2 separate regions of the Mus musculus genome follow, and region 2 is linked to region 1. The links are chromatin contacts, called in public HiChIP or PLAC-seq maps. All regions are on one chromosome and are shown on one strand. The core of a region is the stretch at or near the end of the contact, and the rest is flanking DNA. Distances in the headings are between cores, read along the strand shown. Region 1 overlaps Pard3 (par-3 family cell polarity regulator). Region 2 overlaps Pard3 (par-3 family cell polarity regulator).

Region 1 (5,745 bases), core at 2,187-4,686:
ACTCCTGCGGTAGTCTGCTTTTCTCATCGGTAAGGTACCCAAAGGGACTTTTTATGAGCTTTCTAAAAATGCAGAACAAAGAACAAACACTGTGATATAGATAGATAGGCAGGTAGATAGATAGATAGATAGATAGATAGATAGATAGATATGAATGAGTGTTTTATATATTTTATATATGTTATATATATGTGAATGATATATAATATATACATACACATATATACATACATATGTATATATGTAGTGTATGTATATCTATATATAATCTATATGTATCTATATATAGATATATATATATAGATACATAGATATAGATGATATAGATATATAGATAGATAGATAAAGGTAAGACTTCAAACAAGTGCTTCTTGGAAAACTTAACAAACAGCCCTGTGCTTTGCTAACAGCCCAGGAAAGTACATAAACAAGGTTGCTGTTCATCCTCCATCCTCCAGCTTTCCAGCCTGGCTAAAGAATCCCCATGGATTACTCTGTCTTATAGTCCAGATGACGAGAAGCATAAGGATGAAAGAATCCAGACCGAGTTCCCCTGTGGTGAGAAGACCCGACTACAGTTTGGACACTTTTGCTCACACCCACAGATTAGTTTAGGATTCCCTGGCACCATGCCTGCAGTCCCAGGGATTGTGAGGAAGCGGGAAGAGCCAGTACTGCCACCTGACAGTGAGACAAAGGAAGGAACATGTGAGACACCGGATGTGTCACACATCCCAGCCAAGGCAGACGGCAAGACAGCCAGCTCCCAGCCTCAAAGGCTCCATCCACAGCTCTGCCACCAACAGCTCCCGGAAGGCTGGCAGCAGGTGGTGCACCCCATCTCACAAGCTCTGAGTTCATCTGGTGAAGGACCACAGGTGGGTAAGCCTAGAGTTGAGAATACCTCTGCGCTACTCTTGCAGGCTTACAAGGAGGGTCTTCTGCTTCATTTTGTATCCGAGATGAAATACTAAACATAACCAAAAGAATGACAGAGCCAGAGAATGCTACAGGTCTGGAAATGTAAGTCATTCCCTCCGGGACACATTGCCACCTTTTCCTGAAGATCCAAGAAGCTGGCCGAAGTGGCAAACATGAAAAGGAGAAACTGAACCAAGAGCAAACCCTTACCCAAGAGAAGGGTCTTTTTAAAATTGGAGGAGAGGGATAATGGAGACAGTGTCTTGTCTATGGAAGAGCTTGTTTGGCACTAGCATAAAGACCTGAGTTTGCTCTCCTAAAGCCATGGCTTCTGAAAGAGTCTAGGCATGGTGTCATGTAATTCCAGGGTCAGCAGACACTGAAAATACCTAGGACTCACTGACCAGTCAGCTTAGCATACTTGGTGATTCCAGGTTCAATGAGAAAGTGTCTAAGAAGAGGATGGACAGAGTCCAAGAAACAACATGTGAGGTTGATCTCTGACCTACATACAGACATGCAGGTATACACATACACACACACACACACACACACACACACACATACATACACACATATTCACACATACAAAGACACATACATACTAACACATATACACATACACACACATACATAGACACATATATACACATATACACAGACACACACATACAAATATACACCCGTACACACATATGCACACACTCACACATACCACCACCACCACTATCACCTATCAGATAATATCTTTCACTTCCTGGAGTGTACGGAAAGAATGCTTTGCACCAAGTTATAGGCTATGATTCCAACAGGATTGGAGCCAAACTGCAGAAAGAAAGAAAAAAAAAAAAAACCCATCGACTCAAAATCAGGTCAGGAACCTCAAATAACTGTTTCTCTCATACACAGCAAAAAGAGAATCCAAATAACCACCCTGGGAGAGCCTTAAAGATAGTCATCAGCTGAGAAAAGAAAATCTACACTGCACGTTCACTCCGCAGGCAGCAAAGAGGAGACCCAACTTGGACCAAAGGAGACTCTGACCTGAAAGAGCATGCCCACTGAAATACAACCCACTCTCACGGGCCCCCGGGAGCTCCGGATCAAACAAAGCAACCTGGAAACAGCTCCCTTCTCCCACTTAATCCGAACCCACCTCTTGGCTTGTTCCTAAATAACAGAAAATATTTTTAAAACAACAACAGCAATAAAATCCTTTCTCAGGTTACCCAGTCACAAACACACGTGGCAATCCCATACACCTGGATATCCTAAACAGAACTGAATCCAGAGAAATACTTCTCAACTGAGGGAAGTAACCTGTACAGACACCAAGCATGCGGAAGGCCCGATACCTACCTCTGCTTTCCTCCTTGGAAGCCTGGGCAAGCACTGAGTCAGCTGTAGCTTATGGCTCTTCCACTCAAACTCAGCCCAGCCCACCCTGGGAGGGCTCTGGGTCGAGGTCCGACAGCACCACATGGTCACAATACCAGTGGAGACCAAGGCAGGGCCCCTAGACACTGGTGCTCCGCGTGTAACTCCCAACAGCCATGAGAGGGTGGCCAGCCCAGGCTAGGAGGTACCTAGGGCCACTGTTGCCAGAAATGGAGTTCTCTGTCCTCCCAGAGGACTCTAATCCCCAGACAAGGGAGGGATCTGTGATGGTATCTTCAAAGGAATGCCAAGACAGGGGTGTCCCTTCCTGTGGCTCTGCCATCTACTGACAAGGAACACAACAGTCAGGGCAGAGTAGTAGAGGCTCACAAGCAAGACCTCCACATGCCTGTCTCGGTCTGTCCCTGCAGACCAAGGTGCTGGGCTCTCCTATCTCCCATTATGTTTGTGCTTGTTTACACCTCCTGGAAAGGCAGGCTCATTCCTCCCACTGTGCTGTTCTTTCCCACACTCCACTTCCTGGCATAGATCTGTTTCTCCCTGGCACTGGTCAGCAATCCACGTTTATCTATCCCAGTCAGTCCACCACAGATGAGATGGCAGAAACCTCCTGCTGGAAACACATTTATTACCATTTATTTGCCATTTATTACCCTGACAAATATTTAGATAGCACTCTTTAACTCAGTGGGGATGCTGGACACCAGATAAGCCCCCCACCTTCCCAGAGACAGCCCTGCCTTTATTCTCAGCCAGAAATAATGGACTTTTGGATATATTTTATTAATTCTTGAATAACGTCACATCATGTCTTTCGCTCATGTTTATCACCCTCTCAACTCCTCCCAGATCCACCCATGCCTTTCCACCATGCCCCCAATTTCCTGTCCTCCTTTTACTTTTAATTTTTTTTAACTACCCAATCTTACTCATTTTATGCTGTCCATATATATACTCCTGGGCGTGGAGCCTCCCACAAGTTGACCTACCAGAAGTCATATCCCTAAGGAAAGTGTCCATGACTCCTCTGTTAGTGATATAGGCTAGGAAACCCCTGCCCACTCCGTGCTGGAAAACTGGCTGGCTTGATTCTGTTTGGGTCCTTTGCAGGCAACCACAGCTGCTGTGCCGTGATAAGCACATTGGCCCTGTCCCATCCAGAAGATGCTGTGATGACCCAATATCTAGCTCTTATCCTCTCTCTCTCTCTCTCTCTCCCTCCCTCCCTCCCTCCCTCCCTCCCTCCGTCTCCTTCCCTCTTCCTCTCCTTTCCTCCTTCCTACCCTCTGTCTCTGTCTCTCTCCCTCCTTCCTTCTCTCTATGCCTCCTTCCCTCCGTCTCTTTCTCTCTATCTGTCTCTCCCTCCCTCCCTCCCTCCTCCCCCACCCATACACACACACACACACACACACACACAAAACACTGGTCCTTAAAATCATTCTATGCCCTCTTCAATGATGGTACCTGAGTTCAGGGGCAAGTGCATGGGAAATGCCCTTTCAGTGGCTGGTTTTGACCTATTATTAACACTTGTTCTGAAATAAGGGAATTCTTTAATAAGGGCTAACCCTATAAACCTTTTCTGAACAGCTTACAGTGACATATTTAGGAATATCTTTGTTACAAAATTAAAGAAAATGGAGCCTATGAATTGGAGAGTGAGCAAGGGGGGATTATGGGGAGGATTACAGAAAGGAAACAGAAGGGGGAATGGATTCTGAAATTATGTTTTAATTACGATTTTTTTAAAAAAAAAAAAGTTTTTAAAACATACTTACAGAGCAGAATGACAGCCCCAAATACTGGGTTATCACCTATCCCACCGGCTTTAGAAACCAGACCAGCCTCCCCAAGTCACATTCCCGAGCACACTTAAAGTTCCTTATAAAACCCTGCTTGGAAACAAAGAAACAAATTAGCTGTGTAGGAACTCCAAAGGATGTAATTACACAGCTGATAATTAGGAAACAGACTTCCTCAAATGACAACACTGGAAACTACAACATTATCAGATGAGGGAGGGACACTGGAGCAAAACAGGTTTGGGAGGTTCAGCCACAGAAGTAAACAGTGGTGAGAGCCAGCATTGCAGGGGCAGAGATGAGAGTGGGGACTTAGTGGGGACAGAATCCGAGCTGGGGCTTATAGAGACAGCCAGAGTGGGGGTGGGCAGTCTACAAATACAGAGATACAACAGCGGCTTCGTGGCATATCCAGAAAGTGACAACAATGTCTGGATGAGCACACAGACTCTCTACAGGTCAAGCAGATGGAGGCAATTCTTCTATTACTGTTCCCTCCTCTCAGGAGACTCTAATTGTATCAAGTTCACAAAAAGTAACCACACACTATTGTGTCTACAACATCCTCTGTGGACATACACATTGTGTCTACAACATTCTCTGTCGGACATATACATAAACATAAATAGTTACAACAGGGTTCTGAGCTCTGTGGAGCCACCACCTGGGAAGCTTTCCAAACCCAAGATTCCAGCTCTTCCAGCCCCCGGCAGACTCTTAAGGTGAAAACCATCAGACATATTGAGGAATCCCCGCATGGCAGCTCCTGCTGACCCACCCACTTCCTGAGGACTCACTGAACCTCAGCCACAGGCAGAGATAACACAGCATTTTGTGTGCACACACCTCTAGCCAATTAAGAACAGCCCTGGTGCAGTTCCATGGTTGAGTGTGTACACAGCATGAGCAAGGCTCTGAGTTCTGTCCCCAGCACCAACGAAGAATAAAAACAAAAACCTGTCACCCAGTCTGAAGGAAACACTTTAGAATACATGGGTACAACCAGATCTCCGTGACTTAAAAGCAACAAGTGAGTAAAGATTTCAAAAAGGACACCCCGTTACAGAAACCAAACACCACCACACAGATAAGAGGACCCCCCCCCCAGAACCCCGAGATGCTGAAGACAAAGCAAGAATGCTTTCTAAGGAACCATCATTTCATTCCAACAGGGAGAATGTGAGGGCTCAGAACACTCCCAGTGTGTGAACAGGACCTCCACATGGCCTGGGCCTGAGCACCAATGCTTCCACTCACTGCATCCTCTCTTTCGGAGAGATGATGGCAAACCCCACAAGTCAAGAACAGAGCGGAGAGCCCACTGCTCAGGATCCAACCTGTGAACACTGCCATTGCTGCTTTGTGTTAAACAACTGTAATAAGAAGGTGCCCACCTGGTATGCAGCAAGAACCACAACATACCCAAAACTTACAGGTATAGGGCGGAGAGCAGAGGAGAAATCCCAATAAGTTCAAAAACTATAAGGAGTGTTTGAATATTTTACTGGATTCCTCCTAAAGGAGTTCAATCTTTCCAGTTAAAACCCCCACCCCTTGGCGTGTTTAAAAGCTCCTTGAGTTTAATAGCTCCTTAAACACTCCCTGAGTAGTCTGCCTGTAGTAG
Region 2 (5,745 bases), core at 2,187-4,686, 160 kb before region 1:
TTTATGATGCCAGACAAGCAGTCTGTCAAATAAAATCTATCTCAGGACTGAGAACATAATTAAAAGTGGACAATCAGAACTGGGAACAAAACACCCATGGAAGGAGTTACAGAGACAAAGTTTGGAGCTGAGACGAAAGGATGGACCATCTAGAGACTGCCATATCCGGGGATCCATCCCATAATCAGCTTCCAAACGCTGACACCATTGCATACACTAGCAAGATTTTGCTGAAAGGACCCAGATATGGCTGTCTCTTGTGAGACTATGCCAGGGCCTGGCAAACACAGAAATGGATACTCACAGTCAGCTATTGGATGGATCACAGGGTCCCCAATGGAGGAGCTAGAGAAAGTACCCAAGGAGCTGAAGGGATCTGCAACCCTATAGGTGGAACAACAATATGAACTGACCAATACCCCCTCCCCCTGCCCCCCCGGAGCTGTGTCTCTAGCTGCATATGAATCAAAAGATGGCCTAGTCAGCCATCAGTGGAAAGAGAGGTCGTGCAAACTTTATATGCCTCAGTACAGGGGAATGCCAGGGCCAAGAAGTGGGAGTGGGTGGGGGAGCGTGTGGGGGACTTTTGGGCTAGCATTGGAAATGTAAATGAAATAAATAACCAATTTTTTTAAAAAAGTGGACAATCTGAGCTCATGTTACAACTTTATCGTCTTCAACCATTAGGCTGGTTATTTCAACTCACCAAATCTGTGTCATCAATAAAGTAGAAAAAGCAATAGTACCAATAATTAAGAGGTGATCTTATGAGCTGTAACTCGTAACATGGAGCACCACACAGTGCTTTGAAATAAAGCTAATGTGGGCTAAGTCCCACCCAAGACACATGTCCATTAGAATGCTGAATCTGAAGGGGGCGCTGTTGAGGAGTACTTGGATGTTTAGAAAGAGGGTCTGATGAGAAGCTTTGAGGTCACTGCCGTGTGAGGGGACCAAACATCAATCCCACTCACACCTCTCTGCCTCCTCACTGATGGAGTCAGTGGTGTGACCTACTATAGGGTTCTGCCATGGGGCACAGCCCTTCCCACATGCTCAGACCTACCCCACCCAGAAGTATGAGCCCAAATAAACCTTTGCGTTTTTATTTTCTTTAGAAACTGACTCCTTCATCTACCTTGTTATAGTAAAGTGAATCTGACTAGTATACATGAAGAACATTTACTTCCCATGCTGCTAAAACCTAGGGAAGAGTGCAATTCTCCAAAGGCAGCCAACATAATAGCATCAAGGATGCTCCAAGATGAACCACATCGAGGGTGCTCATTGGCAGGACTATTAATGGCTGGATCTAACTCTGTGACATAAAACTGTAAAATTTACAAGTTAAATTCAGCAAGTTTAACACAAAAGCCAGTTCTAAAAGATGAAATAAGACCAAGATACTTGGAAATGGATAAAGACTGAGAATTTTAAAGTCGGTATTGCCTACCTGGTATTATTTCATGGTCTAAGCTTCTAAGAAAGCTGGTGTAGCTAACTCTTTCCTTTGAACCTTATGTGGCTTTGGAGGTATTCGTGAAAGACTCAGCTTCAATCTGAATTTTTACTTGATATGTGGTAAAGTAACATATTCCAGATCACCTTTAAACTTCATAATTTTAAGTACAAATTGTATGATTTAAAGTGCAGGGAGGCCGGTTCTATCCTAAATGTAGCAGGGAGACGAATGAAATACGGCTGATGGTAGGACCAGGTGAGCAGTCAGGCTACTGTCCTGATGATTATAACCATCACTAACCAAAAGCTCCTAATGGAACCGAGTTGAATTTAAAGTCTTTTAATACATAAAACAGAGGGAAACTCATAGGTATAGAATGCTTCAGCAGGAAAAACAAACAAACAAACAAAAACATTTCAAATGTTGCAACAGCAGACTAAGATCTGGAAGGGACTTCTGTATAGAACTCTTCAACAGGAAAAAAAATGCTACAAATGTTGCAAAGAGCAGACTAAGATCTGGGTCTGTTGTCAGGAGCGTGGGTTGAGGTGGTTTGGGGATTACTACAGCACCTGCCACTGAACTGCGCTCACTTGTCAGATTCTTCTTCATAGCCAGCTGCTCAAGGGTACTAAGATATTATGCTTTATATACGTGTGTACAAGTGCATGTGTGTTCATGCTCGTGTATAGGAATGGATTTGAATATATGTAGGTTCACATGGGTGGAGGCCAGAGGTCAACCTTGTTTGTCTTGTCCTGTCCTCAGACACTGTCCACAGGATCTCTCATTGGAAAGAGGCTGAGCTAATAAAATAAATTAATTTTAATTGATTTGAATTTGAAAATGATTAAGTGTATATCGAAGTATGAAAAGAAGCTAAATGTCACAAAAGCAAATATATGTTCCAGAATCTGTTCTGCTATGATTATTGTTCTCCCGTGTTCTCGTTCTCTCTCTCTCTCTCTCTCTCTCTCTCTCTCTCTCTCTCTCTCTCTCTCTCTCTCTCTCTCTCTCTCCCCCCTCCCCTCCCCTCCCCCATTTCTCAAAGAAAAAGAGGTAGCAGAGGCCTAAGTTAGAAATCTCCTTTCCAAGTGGCTCAATGTGTCAGGTAGTCTTCCAGAGACTGCCCTACCTGGGGATCCATCCCATATACAGGCACCCAACCCAGACACTATTGTGAATGCGAACAAGTAAGTGCTTGCTGACAGAAGCCTAATATAACTGTCTCCTGACTCTACCAGTGCCTGACGAACACAGAGGTGGATGTTCTCAGCAAACCATTGGACTGAGCACAGAGGAGCTAGAAAAAAGACCCTAAGGAGCTGAAGGGGTTTGCAGTCCCATAGGAGGAACAACAGTATGAACCAACCAGTACCCCCAGAGCTCCCAGGGACTAAACCACCAACCAAAGAAAACGCATGGTGGGACTCATGGCTCCAGCTGCATATGTAGCAGAGGATGGCCTAGTCAGTCATCAATGGGAGGAGAGGCCCTTGGTCCTGTGAAGGCTCTATGCCCCAGTGTAGGGGAATGCCAGGGCCAGGAAGCAGGAATGGATGGGTTGGTGAGCAGGGGGAGGGAGGAAGGGATAGGGGGTCTTGGAGGGGAAACCAGGAAAGGGGATAACATTTGAAATATAAATAAAGAAAATATCTAATAATAATAATAAAGAAAGAATACTCAGCATAGTCACTAAGAAATAAGAAAGCTAAAGGGTAAGAAGCATTCAAAACTTACTCTCTCTCTCTGGCTCTCTCCCTCTCTCTCTCCCTCCCTCAAAGATCAATAGATTCTTAAAATGCTATAGAGGGCAGAGTGAGGTGTTTTTATTACCTCTCTCTTCCCCCTCCACTAATTGGATAAGGGTTTTTCTTGGAAATTTGCCAGCTCGCAGTTTCATGCTAAATCTACTGCTGTTTAATTTCTGAGGGAGGAGGTAAATGACTCATGGATGTGTCAATATACCATGAGACCTCTGCTTTCTCACCACACAGTGACAGTGTAGTCTTACCCACTCAACTGCCTGCTAGTAGGCTCTGCTAAGTGCCTCCTACTTAGGTAGGTAGATAGGTAGGTAGGTAGGTAGGTAGGTAGGTAGGTAGATGATTGATTGAGATAGAAAAATGTTTTATAGTACTAATGACATACAATTTAAATTATTTTTACTTTCATTTTATGTGTATTGGTGTTTTGCCTGCATACATTTCTGTGTACCACCCATATATCTGTGCCCATGGAGGCCAGAAAAAGGCATCAAATCTACTGCATAATTTAACAGACTCCAGTTGAGAGCCACCATGTGGGTGACAGAAGTCAAACCTGGATCCTCTGTAAGAGCAGTTAGTGCTCTTAACCACTGAGTCATCTTGCCAGTCCCCAGTATATAATGTAGACAAGATTAGTAAATTAATAATTGAGAAGTTAAACAAGAGAAACACAATGTTACCCACTATCTCTCTGTATCCCCTGTGAGGACACAATGTCATCTAGGGGTTAGTATGGATCCAGATCTTTGCTTTGGGGAGTGTGGCCGTGTGTACCCCTGAGCATTCTTCTGTGTGGTAGAGAAAAGGCTTGTTGGACATGTCACCATTTCTAAGAAAGACAATCAAGGTTGTGTACCAATATGGATATTTACAATGTGAGAAGAGATAGATAAATAAATGTCCGAGAAAGGGGTCGTAAATCAGAGCACACTGTACAGTGGAATATTTCATTGTTTAAAAATGTTCTCTAATAAAATTCAAAAGGAAAAATCTTCGTAGTAGAAGAAAAATGTGGAAATACTGAATATGCAGGTATGCAGAGCTGACATAGAAGGACATGTATGTGTGTGTGTGCATGTGGCACATGTATGCATGTGTGTGCACATGTGTGTGCACAAATGTGTGTATGTGTGTGTTTGTGTGTGCGCGCGCACGTGTGCGTGTGTTTGTTCATTCACTGATACCCCCAACCAAATTCTAATCAAGTCTAATGCCTCTTGGCCATGAGATCTGATAAAAGGTTGTCTGGGGTGGGTGGCTGCCCACCGTTGACATCTCCATGCTGGAGACTTTACATTATCCTATTCTCCTGGTTTCCCAGGTGTTCCACCATGACAGATACATATTATTTACTACAAAGGCAGAAGTGCATTTGGTTAATTATTCTAAGCGTCTCAATATGCCCCTTGCATGCCGTGCTCTGCCGCAGAGGTGGGAAGGAGGATGATGGCTCCCTGGAGTCTCAGCAAGTAAGAGTCTGCATACAAATTATTCTGCCGGTCTGAATCTAGTGGTGGGAAATTTCCCAATAATTCTAAGTATTAAGGCCTTTCATGTTTCAAATATGAACAAAGCAGATCTGTCTGCTGCCACTACACCTAACTCAAGTGCCAAAGATACTGATTTACCAACAGAAACCCTGTGACACTCACACAACTAGCCTGCCAACCATGACTGGATGAAACTTAAATATTTTTTTTTAACTATAAACTTCATTAGCTTATAAATTTGTAAATACTTATAGAAGTGAATTCTGACAAATATTAAATACCGGGAGGCCTATTCAGGGATGTGTTTTGCTTCTTTGGACAGTTCACTTCAAGTCCTCGCAGGCTTAAGCTGCCCTAAACAAGAAGGCAACCTCATGTGGTTCCTTAGAGAGTCTTTGAGAGTAAGGCTAACAGCTAAATCCACAGGTACCAACAACCCAAAGCAACATTTCCTTCTATATTTGCCCTTTAAGACTCATGTTGGTTTTTATTATTACATTGTCATTGTGCTGGGGACTGAAGCCATGCAACAGCCCTCCCTCAGAACTATACCACTTGCCTAATTCTTCTTATTTCATTCATATATATATATATATATATATATCCCCCAAGGTTTTTACTTCCACTTGAACTAATACTAATAAAGACAAGAGTCTGTCAGAATGTAAAACACGATTAAAAGAAACTTCACTAGGAACTTTTACAGAAATGCAAAGAGTAAGTCAAAGCAATACAATAATCTCAAGCTACGCCCACTTTGATATTACTGTGACTGGTGCTATGTGCTAACACCTTCACGTTCCTCACGCCACGCTGTGTGAAATTACTGGTTACAGTGAAATACATTCACAGACTCTTGTTCTGGAGATATACCCATGAAAAAATGAAAACATGGCTTAAAGTTCATTACGAGATTAGAGACATGGCAGAACAGAAGGGGGTTCTATAGGACTGGGTGATAAAGGGCACTGAAAACAAGGTTAATAGACTAAAGTGTATTTACTGGGCTAAGTAACTGAGGTCA

Evidence for each region. HiChIP or PLAC-seq counts read pairs in DNA pulled down with a chosen protein or histone mark.
Region 2: a contact with region 1 is called in a FOXA1 HiChIP or PLAC-seq map of pancreatic cancer cells. The contact joins two enhancer-like sites. A contact is called at or near these places in 1 of 115 datasets of contacts at active chromatin or transcription factors (pancreatic cancer cells) and 2 of 9 other capture datasets (adipose tissue and liver).

Annotation. Positions count from the first base shown.
Region 1 is chr8:127,143,957-127,149,701 of GRCm38.p6, reverse strand. The region is part of intron 1 of Pard3 (par-3 family cell polarity regulator); the gene reads right to left. Among named protein-coding and RNA genes, the nearest start is that of Pard3, 83 kb to the right of the region's middle. Within about 2 kb of position 3,436, at least 38 of the 459 cell types and tissues checked have an H3K27ac peak or open chromatin away from gene starts, as enhancers often do. A contact at or near this core is called in pancreatic cancer cells, where this site is marked.
Region 2 is chr8:127,307,197-127,312,941 of GRCm38.p6, reverse strand. The region is part of intron 4 of Pard3 (par-3 family cell polarity regulator); the gene reads right to left. Among named protein-coding and RNA genes, the nearest start is that of Gm9909, 140 kb to the left of the region's middle. Within about 2 kb of position 3,436, at least 23 of the 459 cell types and tissues checked have an H3K27ac peak or open chromatin away from gene starts, as enhancers often do. A contact at or near this core is called in pancreatic cancer cells, where this site is marked.